3 separate regions of the Sus scrofa genome follow, and regions 1 and 3 are each linked to region 2. Evidence: chromatin contacts called from public HiChIP or PLAC-seq data. All regions are on one chromosome and are shown on one strand. Each heading gives the region's core, a stretch centred on a gene start, on an enhancer-like site or on the middle of the called end of the contact. The rest is flanking DNA. Distances are from core to core; before and after follow the strand shown. Region 1 has its middle 70 kb from the start of EYA4. Region 2 has its middle 270 kb from the start of TCF21. Region 3 overlaps EYA4 (eyes absent homolog 4).

Region 1 (3,048 bases), core at 455-2,954, 400 kb before region 2:
TTTAAAAGTTCTTGGTAACTTTGTTGCTTTATCACTCTCCGTACTGAAGAAAAACCATAGCTTAGGTGGCATTTTTAGGGAGGATTATAATGAAGCAAGTATAGTTGCACATGACTATGTACAAATAGAACAATCAGGAGAAGAGGGAAATACATAAATGTAAGCCTCTGCCTCTGCCTGCATATAGAAATGGAGGTTGGGCAAATTTATTGGTGCAAATATCACTTTCTGGTTGGTGAGCTTGGCCAAATGGTTCTGTAGGGTCTAGTCAAGTTTGACACCTCTAGGCATCAATGTTAGCCAACTCCACGCATGCCTGCCTCAACTGTGTCTTCGAGAGGGCCAAAGGAAGAATGTAAGCATTTTGCTTTTGTTATGAATGATGAGTACGTATTTGTTAATATTTACTAATGAGTGGTAATAATAATAACACTTATTTACTGTGACTCTCAAACACTGGATAGGGATTCTCATTATCCACGTTTACAGATGCATTCATTTGCAATGCAAATAAGTTAATAAGTTGCCCAGAGTCACAGGTGGAATTAGTCTGGTTTCAAAATCCAAGCTCTTAACCAATGTGATGATATATGGTCCACAACTGTAGTTATTTTGATTACCTCAGTGCACATGAATCATCTGCCTAAGTGTCCAGAAATATCATCCTTACTAAAGAAGTTTTTATAGAAAGAGATGAAATCAGCTACCTTATCTATTTTCACAATCCCGAGTAAAGCTAGTTCTCCCTTGAGTGATTCCTCCCCTTGATGAAAATGGTTGGTTTCCTATTACAATTGCAGTACAAGCAGGAGTGGGGAATATGGAATATGGCCTTTAGTGAGACTTTCTCCAGGAGCACATTATGAATTAGAACATTAATATGAAAACTTATCTTAGAGAGTCAGGGTAATTCTAGGCCATCAATTTATATTTTCATTGTGAGTCAATCAACCAATCAATCTAAATATAATCTTGATGCAAATCTATGTCTATCCAACACGCCAGTTGGAAAGACTATTTGTAATCGGAAAATATTGGAATCAAGATGAATATCTATTAATAGGGTATTGGTTAAGTAAATGATAGTACTACTTATAATGAAATGCATAATTTAAAAATTGAAGAGGACTTCTATATATTAATGGAAAGGTATTTGGAATATATCATTAAGTATAAAGCAAGGGTGAGAGAAATGAATACATTCCGTTACTATTTATGCAAAAATGATAAGAAAAGAGTGAAGTTATAACGATTGGCCTACATAGGTATAAATGTTTTCTGGAAAAATAAACAAGGAAGTAGCAATAGGGGTTGCCTGTTAGGTAATCAGAACTGAGAAGATGGAGAATAGAACAGAAAACAGACTCTTCACTATATGCCTTTATATCTTCTAAAATGTCTCAACTATGGAAATATTTTCCTTATGTTAAAATTGATTAAAAAATTAAAAGAATCATTTATTGCTTCCTTGGGTATAGACTACTACAGCTGGGTACTATGGATGGTGGGGGTTAGAAGAAACAAGATTTTCAAAATCTTGATTTGAGCAAAAAACCACACCATTTAACACTTATTTAGCAAGCAACATATAAGGAAACACAAATTAGGACACACCAAACTGCTGCCATCAGTGCCAAGAGCATGCAGAATAGTGGCATGCTGAGAATGTGCTGAGCATAATCAGAGATGTCTTCCTGAGGGAATTGAATTGCATGCCTTGGTTTGAGAGAACAGAGATATGGTATCATAAACAGTGTGGCCTTGAACACGCAGCATTATGGCAACCATCCTCAAGGGTGGGGACTCCAACGAATGTCTTTAAAGTCATTGAGTGAGATTAAGAGGCTGGTACTTGAAGAGGGTGGAACACTGGTAGCTTGAGTCTTGCATCTCAAGAACAAGAGAAAGGGATGATATTCATCTTATTTATGTAAGAGTTGAGCTTGGTCTTGGTTTATTTTTATTTCTTACCCTACTATATAACTGACTCTATTATTGTTTTTAATAGCTTTCAATCAACTCTCTTAGGTGTTCCAGGTACATATTTATATCGTTTACAAAAGGTATTGATTTCACTCCTTTTCTAATTTTCACATTTCTAGTTTCTTTGTTTATTTTAATTGCATTGGCTTGCACCTCCAATACAGTTCTGAATAATCATAGTGGTACTTTCTTCTTCCTAATGTAGAGGAAATCATCTAGCTGGTTATTGAGATAAGATATATTTTCTTATGTTAAGGAGCAATTTAGTTATGTCAACTAAGTACTTAAGTGTTTTTTAAAATAAGAATGGATATTGAATTGTGTTAAATACCTTTTTGGCATCTATGGAAATAATATTTTTCCTTGTAGACCTATGAATACAATAGATTATAACATAAATTTATATTATTGAACCATCCTTGAATTTCTGGAGTTGTCTTAACTAGATTATAATGTTCTATTTTTTCAAGATGTTGCTATATTAATTTTGTCAATAATTTATTCAAGGAGTTCCTGTTGTGGCGCAGCAGAAATGAATCTGATTAGAAACCATGAGGTTGTGGGTTCAATCCCTGGGTTCAATTCCTCGCCTCACTCAGTGGGTTAGGGATCTGGCATTGATGTGAGCTGTGGTGTAGGTTGCAGACACGGCTTGGATCCTGCATTGCTGTGGCTCTGGCGTAGCCTAGCCTGGGAACCTACATGTGCCATGGGTGTGGCCCTAAAAAGGACAAAAAGACAAATAATAATAATAATTTATTCAAAAGTTTTGTAGAGCTATTCATAAACTGTCAGAGGATGTGCCAGACAGACTTTAAGTGAATTTCCAGGGTTGATGCCCTTGTATGATTGAATTCCCTTGCTTCTGGGTTGGGTCCATGATTCACTTCTAATCAACAGAATATGGCAAAAGTTGGAGGATATAACTCATATCTACATACATTAAATCAATCCCCATCTTGCTAGCAAACTTTCTTTAGAGTCTGTCTCCATTGGTGGCTCTATAAAAGCAAACTGCCATGAATTCTAAGCCACAAAGAAATGAATTCTGCCAACAACCTAAAT
Region 2 (3,431 bases), core at 617-3,116:
TTCTAACGCATCCTCTATGGGCCAGTCCCCAGGGTGACAAAGAACAGAACTAAGTTTGTCTCTCTCTGCTCTTTGAAAGTCTGTTTTAAACGACCCCAGGATCTCTTGAGACCAAGTGGCATCAGTGCTACCAAATTCACCCTCCTCTCTGCCCATTCGGACTCTGGGTTTCACATGGACTCGCTTGCTCTTCCTTAAGCCCTCTGTACTCTCATTGCTCTTGCTAATTAACTTCTCTTCCTAAAACTCCCTTTTGTCTTTTGCACATGGCAAAATCGCTCTCATACTGAAAGCACCCTCTTAGGCTTTGCAATTTATTCTTCTGATAAAGCAGTGTTTTAATGCCTCCTTGGACAGTGCTTTACTCCCCTACTGGAATCAACTTAAGACAACGGCAAAATCTCATTCTCTTTCAATTCTTTTGGTCAGGAAAAAATCATAATACAGAGTAATATTCCAGTAAATGTTAGTTTAAAAAGGATTTCATTGGTATATGGACTAGTTTCTGCAGCAAACTTTAATGTGTTCATAGGACTTGTAGAATTTTCCTACTGAGAACTCTTCATCCTATTAATCCACTTGACCCTGACCTCTTGGCACTGCCTATATTAAGGTCCGTAAGTTTCTATGAGCAAGTGTTAGTCTCTGGTTTCATTTTCGTCTCTGCTGGGCTCTCACTGAGCTATTCTTACGAGAGAATGCCAAGGCATTCCAGAATTAATGTTTGCATGTGTTTCCGGAGGAATGTTTCTTGGACTTTCCTGTCTTCGCTGTCATTTTAAAGGAATGACTTCTTAGATGGCAACAGAACCACATGATTGCATTATGTTTGCCTTGGCAGTTGTTAGCAATGCTTTGGCAGAAAGATTTCCCACCTCCTGGTTAGGGAGATAGGAGTTTAAAGAAATATTTATTGAGTTCTTACTATATGGCAGGTCCTAGGTTAGATGATAAGGATACAAAGACGATTAAAACAAACATTTACCCTTAAAAAGTTGCCCTTTCGTAATGAATGAACCAGATATACAGGCAAATAAGAAAAAAAGATGAGCAAGTGTGTGTGACTGAGAAAGGTGCTATGGAAGCAGAGAAAAGGATTGAGTGAGGAGGGCTTCCTGGGGCAGGGATATTTAAGCATATATGTGAGTGGACAGTCTCTGTATCCACATAGAGGCTGCCTGGAAAACACACACATTGAGGGGTCCTAGAAAATCGATGAAACCTCTGTCACTAAGAAATCTTAGCTCTTTCAGGAGTTCCTTGGCGGTTCAGCAGGTTAAGGATCCCAGGTTGTCACTGCTGTGGCCAGGGTTTGATCCCTGGCCCTGGAATTTCCACATACCACGGGTACAGCCAAAAGAGAGAGAGAGAGAGAGAGAGAGAGAGAGAGAGAGAGAGAGAGAGAGAGAGAGAGAGAAAGCTCTTTGCAGTTAATATTTTTAATGTATTTAACTTATTTACAAAATTTCTGCTGCTGAGTGGACAGATGCTTTATTTGCTGATTGCTTTGCTTTGCCAATTCCGTACTACATTGTACCACCCGACTGTCCTTTTTTGGTCTCTTCAAATGAACAATTATGTAATAGAAGAATACGTGTGTTTACAGAAGCAAATGTCACTAACCATTTTGAAGCCACACTTCTAAGAAGTTCCAGATTCTTAGCCTGGATGAGAGGTGGGGTCCTGACAACAGGCCAGTAAGAATGGTATATTGAATAACACGCAGGGCGTCATGTAAACACACAGATCACGTTCTGGAGCAGTGGCGACCCTTTGAGCTGAGGCTGCTGTTGACAGTGCCTCTGTGTCCACTTGACTTGTACCTGCCCAGCTCCCAGGATCTGTGCAGGGCACTGTCACCCCTCCTGCTGAGCTTGGGTCATTACATCCTCGCCCTACATTTTACAGCTTCGACCCCGTGACAGGGGAGCTGACCCCAGCTTGGTGCCAGGCACCCAGCAAAACGGGGATTAATAAAGCCTGCCCCAGTGAAGCCAAGGGCTCTACAGCTGCTTCTTGCAATTAGACTTGTCATCATTCTCTTAAGAAGCCCCTGTTGATTTTTAAATCCTAATTGGCAGGAGACACCTGTTCCCCAACAGGAAGGACGGGAAGGGGCATTCGCTTGCAGCAGGCACGGGGGGAACTGAGAGGCTGGATGAATGTGTGTAAATACTTTTGTCTCAAATCTGTTTGCTTCCATTTAGAGTTTCTTTTTTCTTTCTTTCTTTTTTCCCAAGAACAGCATGTCTCGAGTCAGGCTAGTCTTTGGGAATAAGTAAGAATTTGGCTCTGAATCATTTTTTGAGCAAGAACTTACCACTGGTCCCTCCCTAAGGCATCTTCCTTACCATCCAGCAGCCCCTTCTTGGCATGAGCACAGTTTCCTGGCTACTTTTTTTTTTTTTCCGCCAGGATCCTGGCTGTCATTCATTCCGGTATTTAGGTATTTAACGGCCTACAAGCTGCATAAACCCTGCAACCTATTTGTGCCTATAAAGAGTATTAAGTATATTTTTAGTGCCTGTCTTCACCAAGCTAGCATTCTAAATAGAGGGAGGCAGTAGAACAGCATGTGATAACACATGTGAGATGTTCTTTTGCAACTAACATATTTGCCAGTGATTATGGGCAGAAAGAAGAAATGGTGAAAGTTCTCGGGACAGTTGTTGGAAGAGGTTTGGACATTTTGATTTTCTTTCAAACTTCATTGCCTTAGAGTTTCTGCTTAGAGCTGATGCTTGCAGTTTTCTAAACGGTAGCAAGTAATGTCTGATAAAAATCATTGTAACCCTTTGTCTTAATTAACACCCCTGGGTGTTTTCAAATGAAGCATTACTGTTATTTGTTAGGCTCTGATCATTAGGGCAAGTCTGCGGGAGAATAAGAATAAAATAACTGCATAGAGATGTGGAGGAGGCTACAAATCTGTGGGAAGGAGAAGCATTGTAATCGTAATTCTCATTTTCACGCAGCAGGCATTTATTGAACACTTAGTACATTCCAAGATCTTTTCTAGCCCTCAGCCGCCTTCTGGATCACCCCAGGTTTCAGCTCAGTTCATAAGCACTGTCCTTTGAACAGAACTTTGCCAATAGCCAGTTAAGCCCTCTCATCAACCTTGCCATGTCCTTGTGGGCTTCAGTGAAATTAGGCAATCCGGGAGGATTTATTGTGTATCCAAGTGAATGCCAGTGGGGTATTCCTTTAAGTGTAACTTAATAAATTCAAAGAAACTGGAGGGGGGTTTGTTCTACTTATTGCATGCCTTGTTTTGTGTTTAGTTTCACAAGACTGTATGTCTTGTTTATGCAGTCATATTGCTATTGCCACTGATGAAAATATAAAGGAAATAAAAGACTCGGATGATCGCCCCTGAAAGATTTGTCATGCTGGTGGTAGATAGATACGTAGTAAGGACAACCAGCAAC
Region 3 (2,993 bases), core at 78-2,577, 300 kb before region 2:
CTTGTCTTCATAATAAGGACAGTGTGTACTGCCATGTACTAAGTTTCAACGACAGCCTCCAAAGTAGATGTAATAACTCTTTCCACTGGCTTATCCTCACTATTAAGATTTCTGACAAAAAAAAAAAAAAAAAAAAGGGAGTTCCCTTCATGGCGCAGTGGTTAACGAATCCGACTAGGAACCATGAGGTTGCAGGTTTGATCCCTGCCCTTGCTCAGTGGGGTAACTATCCGGTGTTGCCGTGAGCTGTGGTGTGGGTCGCAGACGTGGCTCGGATCATGTGTTGCTGTGGCTCTGGCGTAGGCTGGCAGCTACAGCTCTGATTGGACCCCTAGCCTGGGAACCTCCCCTATGCCACAGGAGCGGCCCAAGAAATGGCAAAAAGAAAAAAAAAAAAAAGATTTCTTACCTCTTTTTTTTTTTAATTATAGCTGACCAATTAATGCAAAGATATACTTCAATGAGGCCTAGGCAATATATGGAGGCCAAAGAGTATTGTGTGTGTATATATATATATGTTATTATTGATTTATTCAGCAAATTTGTGTAGAGTGCCCACTATGTGTAAGATTCTTCATTAAGCACTATAGAGGATTCAAAGCTGAATAATATGTAGTCTGTCCACAACATGTTTTCAGTAATCATGCTGAGTAAATTATCATCCACATCTAAAATACATACACTATGGAAGATGTTCCCAAGAAAAAGCCAAATTACCCATGGCTGAGTGGCTGAGAGTGAAGCAAACAATGTTGCAAAGAGAGGATGAGACCAGGGATTGGAGGCTCTGGAATGCCAGCAAAAATTGTTTTTGTTTGTTTTCCTTCCCAAAATTAAAGGAGTGATGGGAGCAGAACTACGTTGTACAGTGAATAATCTGATAGGAGAAGTGGGAAATGGCCTTAGAAATGGCAAAACCAATGATATGGCTATATGAATATTCTGTGTGATTGTAAATGAAGCCAGATTAAGTTAGTGTTATAAAAAAAATACAGAGGGGAGAAAGCCAAGCTTATGGGAGAAGTGGAAACTATAGGACTAAGCAAGTAATTGGATGAACAGGGCTAAGGAGGAAAAGGACTCATTGCTACCTCCAGGTGGCTGGGAGAACACTGGCGCCATTACTATAGAGAAGGGGTACAGGGAGAGGAGTATCTTGTTTGGGGGGGAGGTTGAAAGGGAGAGACAATGGCTTCTGTTTTTGTTGTATTGAATTACACACTTTGTCAGGCATAAATAGTCTTCCCCATCTAAGGCCAGGTACAAATGCTGCCTTCTTGGTTCCCTTAGCTGGAAGCAAACTCTCTGCTCTGAACTAAAATAGCCTGGTTGTCAATGTTTCTCTTAAGGAGCTTGACATTTTCTCTCTCGTGTAATAACTATTTTTAAATGCCCTATTTTCTGCTCTAGACTGAAATTCTGGAGGACAGGGACCATGCATGGTTCATCTCTGTCCCTCCTTACATTGAGTGAGCATACTAAGAGAAGATGCTGGAGAACATCCTCATTTTAGTGGCCAGAGGGGGTCCAAGGGAAGGATAAAGTACAAGTGATCAGAGAGGAGAAGGGACCTATGGCCAGAGCAGATCCACAGAAGCCAAGCTCTAGAGGAGGAAGTTCCAAAAGGAGCTTGTCAGTTGGGCCATTCACCAAAGAACAGTCTGTGAAGAAGAAGACTGAGAAAAGGACTTGGAAGTGAAAGAAGAGAGTTTTAGCCATTTGATATCCTAGGATGAAAACTAAGCAATGCCGCCAGACTTTTGAATTTCTCTGGACCGATTTCCTGGGTGGCTTTTTTCCTGGCACTTAGGAAATTTTTTTTTTTTTTTTTTAAAAACATAGGGCCATTTTGGGAAAAATTTAAGTGTTTATTGTTTTTGTTTTTGTTTTTTTTCCTCATTCAAAATTAAAACACCCTCTTTACTGGCTCCCATGGGGACAAAGCGTCAATTCTTCTAAGTTTCTTGAAGGGTAATGAGAAGGCAATTTAGAGGGGCACTGCGGCTGGATGAGTTCATTTAGTTCAGCACAATAATAATTACAGCATATTATGTCCCCAGCACTATGTGAGGCACTGAGAAAGGCAATCATCCTAAATCCTTCCTCTTGTGCCTTTTCTATCCCTGACTTCCCTCATCTATGGATGTAAAGCTTCCTGTCTCAGTGGGTTGTTCTCACCTCCTGAGCCACGTGCCCCAATCTCTCTGTTTTCTGAACCTGTACACTGCTTTGGAAGTTCTATCATGAAGCCAGGATGGTTTATCACAGATCTTGTACTATAGGACACATGCAGAATACTTTATCTATGCTAATGTGGAATATTAAAACATAGGATGCAAAAGAGGGAATCAGTTTGGGCTTAGAGGGTACATCAAATTGCCCGAAGGGGATCCTATAAAGGTTGGGTGAAAACACATGAATTAAACACACAGAAGGAGGGCCCCCATCACAGTGAGTATTCTCTGCTCTATTGCAATCAGGTTGTCAAATGGAGTGTTTGTTCATCCTTCATTTAAGCATCTAATTTAAGTTTTTAGTAACCATTTATCAAATGCTAGATGCAAGGCTCAGCAGTTTAAGGAGCTGGTATTATCACTGCTGTGGCTTTGGTTACAGCTGTGGTGCAGTTTCGATCCCTGGCCTGAGAACTTGCTGCAGGCTGTGGGTGTGGCCAAACAAAAAAAAAATTAAAAATAAAAACAGAATTTTTTTCTTTTTAGCCACCTTTAGCATAGGGACGTTCCCAGGCTAGGGGCGGAACTGGGGCTGCAGTTGCCGGCCTACACCACAGTCATAGCAACACCAGAGCAGAGCTGTGACTGCAACCTATACCACAGCTCACAGCAATTCCAGATCCTTAACCCACTGAGCAAAGCCAGGGATCAAACTCACATCCTCATGGATACTAGTCGGGTTCTAAACATGCTGAGCTACAAGGGAAACTCCCCCAAAATTAAAAAAAAAAAAAGAATATTATTTAAAAAAATAAAATA

Evidence for each region. HiChIP or PLAC-seq counts read pairs in DNA pulled down with a chosen protein or histone mark.
Region 1: an H3K27ac HiChIP or PLAC-seq map of skeletal muscle shows a contact between it and region 2. The contact joins two enhancer-like sites. A contact is called at or near these places in 2 of 47 Hi-C or Micro-C datasets (both in skeletal muscle) and 1 of 2 datasets of contacts at active chromatin or transcription factors (skeletal muscle).
Region 3: an H3K27ac HiChIP or PLAC-seq map of skeletal muscle shows a contact between it and region 2. The contact joins two enhancer-like sites. A contact is called at or near these places in 5 of 47 Hi-C or Micro-C datasets (embryonic fibroblasts, fetal skeletal muscle, psoas muscle and 1 more) and 1 of 2 datasets of contacts at active chromatin or transcription factors (skeletal muscle).

What each region holds. Positions count from the first base shown.
Region 1 is chr1:30,643,892-30,646,939 of Sscrofa11.1, reverse strand. No RefSeq gene overlaps it. Among named protein-coding and RNA genes, the nearest start is that of EYA4, 70 kb to the right of the region's middle. Within about 2 kb of position 1,704, at least 2 of the 83 cell types and tissues checked have an H3K27ac peak or open chromatin away from gene starts, as enhancers often do. A contact at or near this core is called in skeletal muscle, where this site is marked.
Region 2 is chr1:30,243,711-30,247,141 of Sscrofa11.1, reverse strand. No RefSeq gene overlaps it. Among named protein-coding and RNA genes, the nearest start is that of TCF21, 270 kb to the right of the region's middle. Within about 2 kb of position 1,866, at least 10 of the 83 cell types and tissues checked have an H3K27ac peak or open chromatin away from gene starts, as enhancers often do. A contact at or near this core is called in skeletal muscle, where this site is marked.
Region 3 is chr1:30,539,700-30,542,692 of Sscrofa11.1, reverse strand. All of the region lies in intron 1 of EYA4 (eyes absent homolog 4), which reads left to right. Among named protein-coding and RNA genes, the nearest start is that of EYA4, 34 kb to the left of the region's middle. Within about 2 kb of position 1,327, at least 1 of the 83 cell types and tissues checked has an H3K27ac peak or open chromatin away from gene starts, as enhancers often do. A contact at or near this core is called in skeletal muscle, where this site is marked.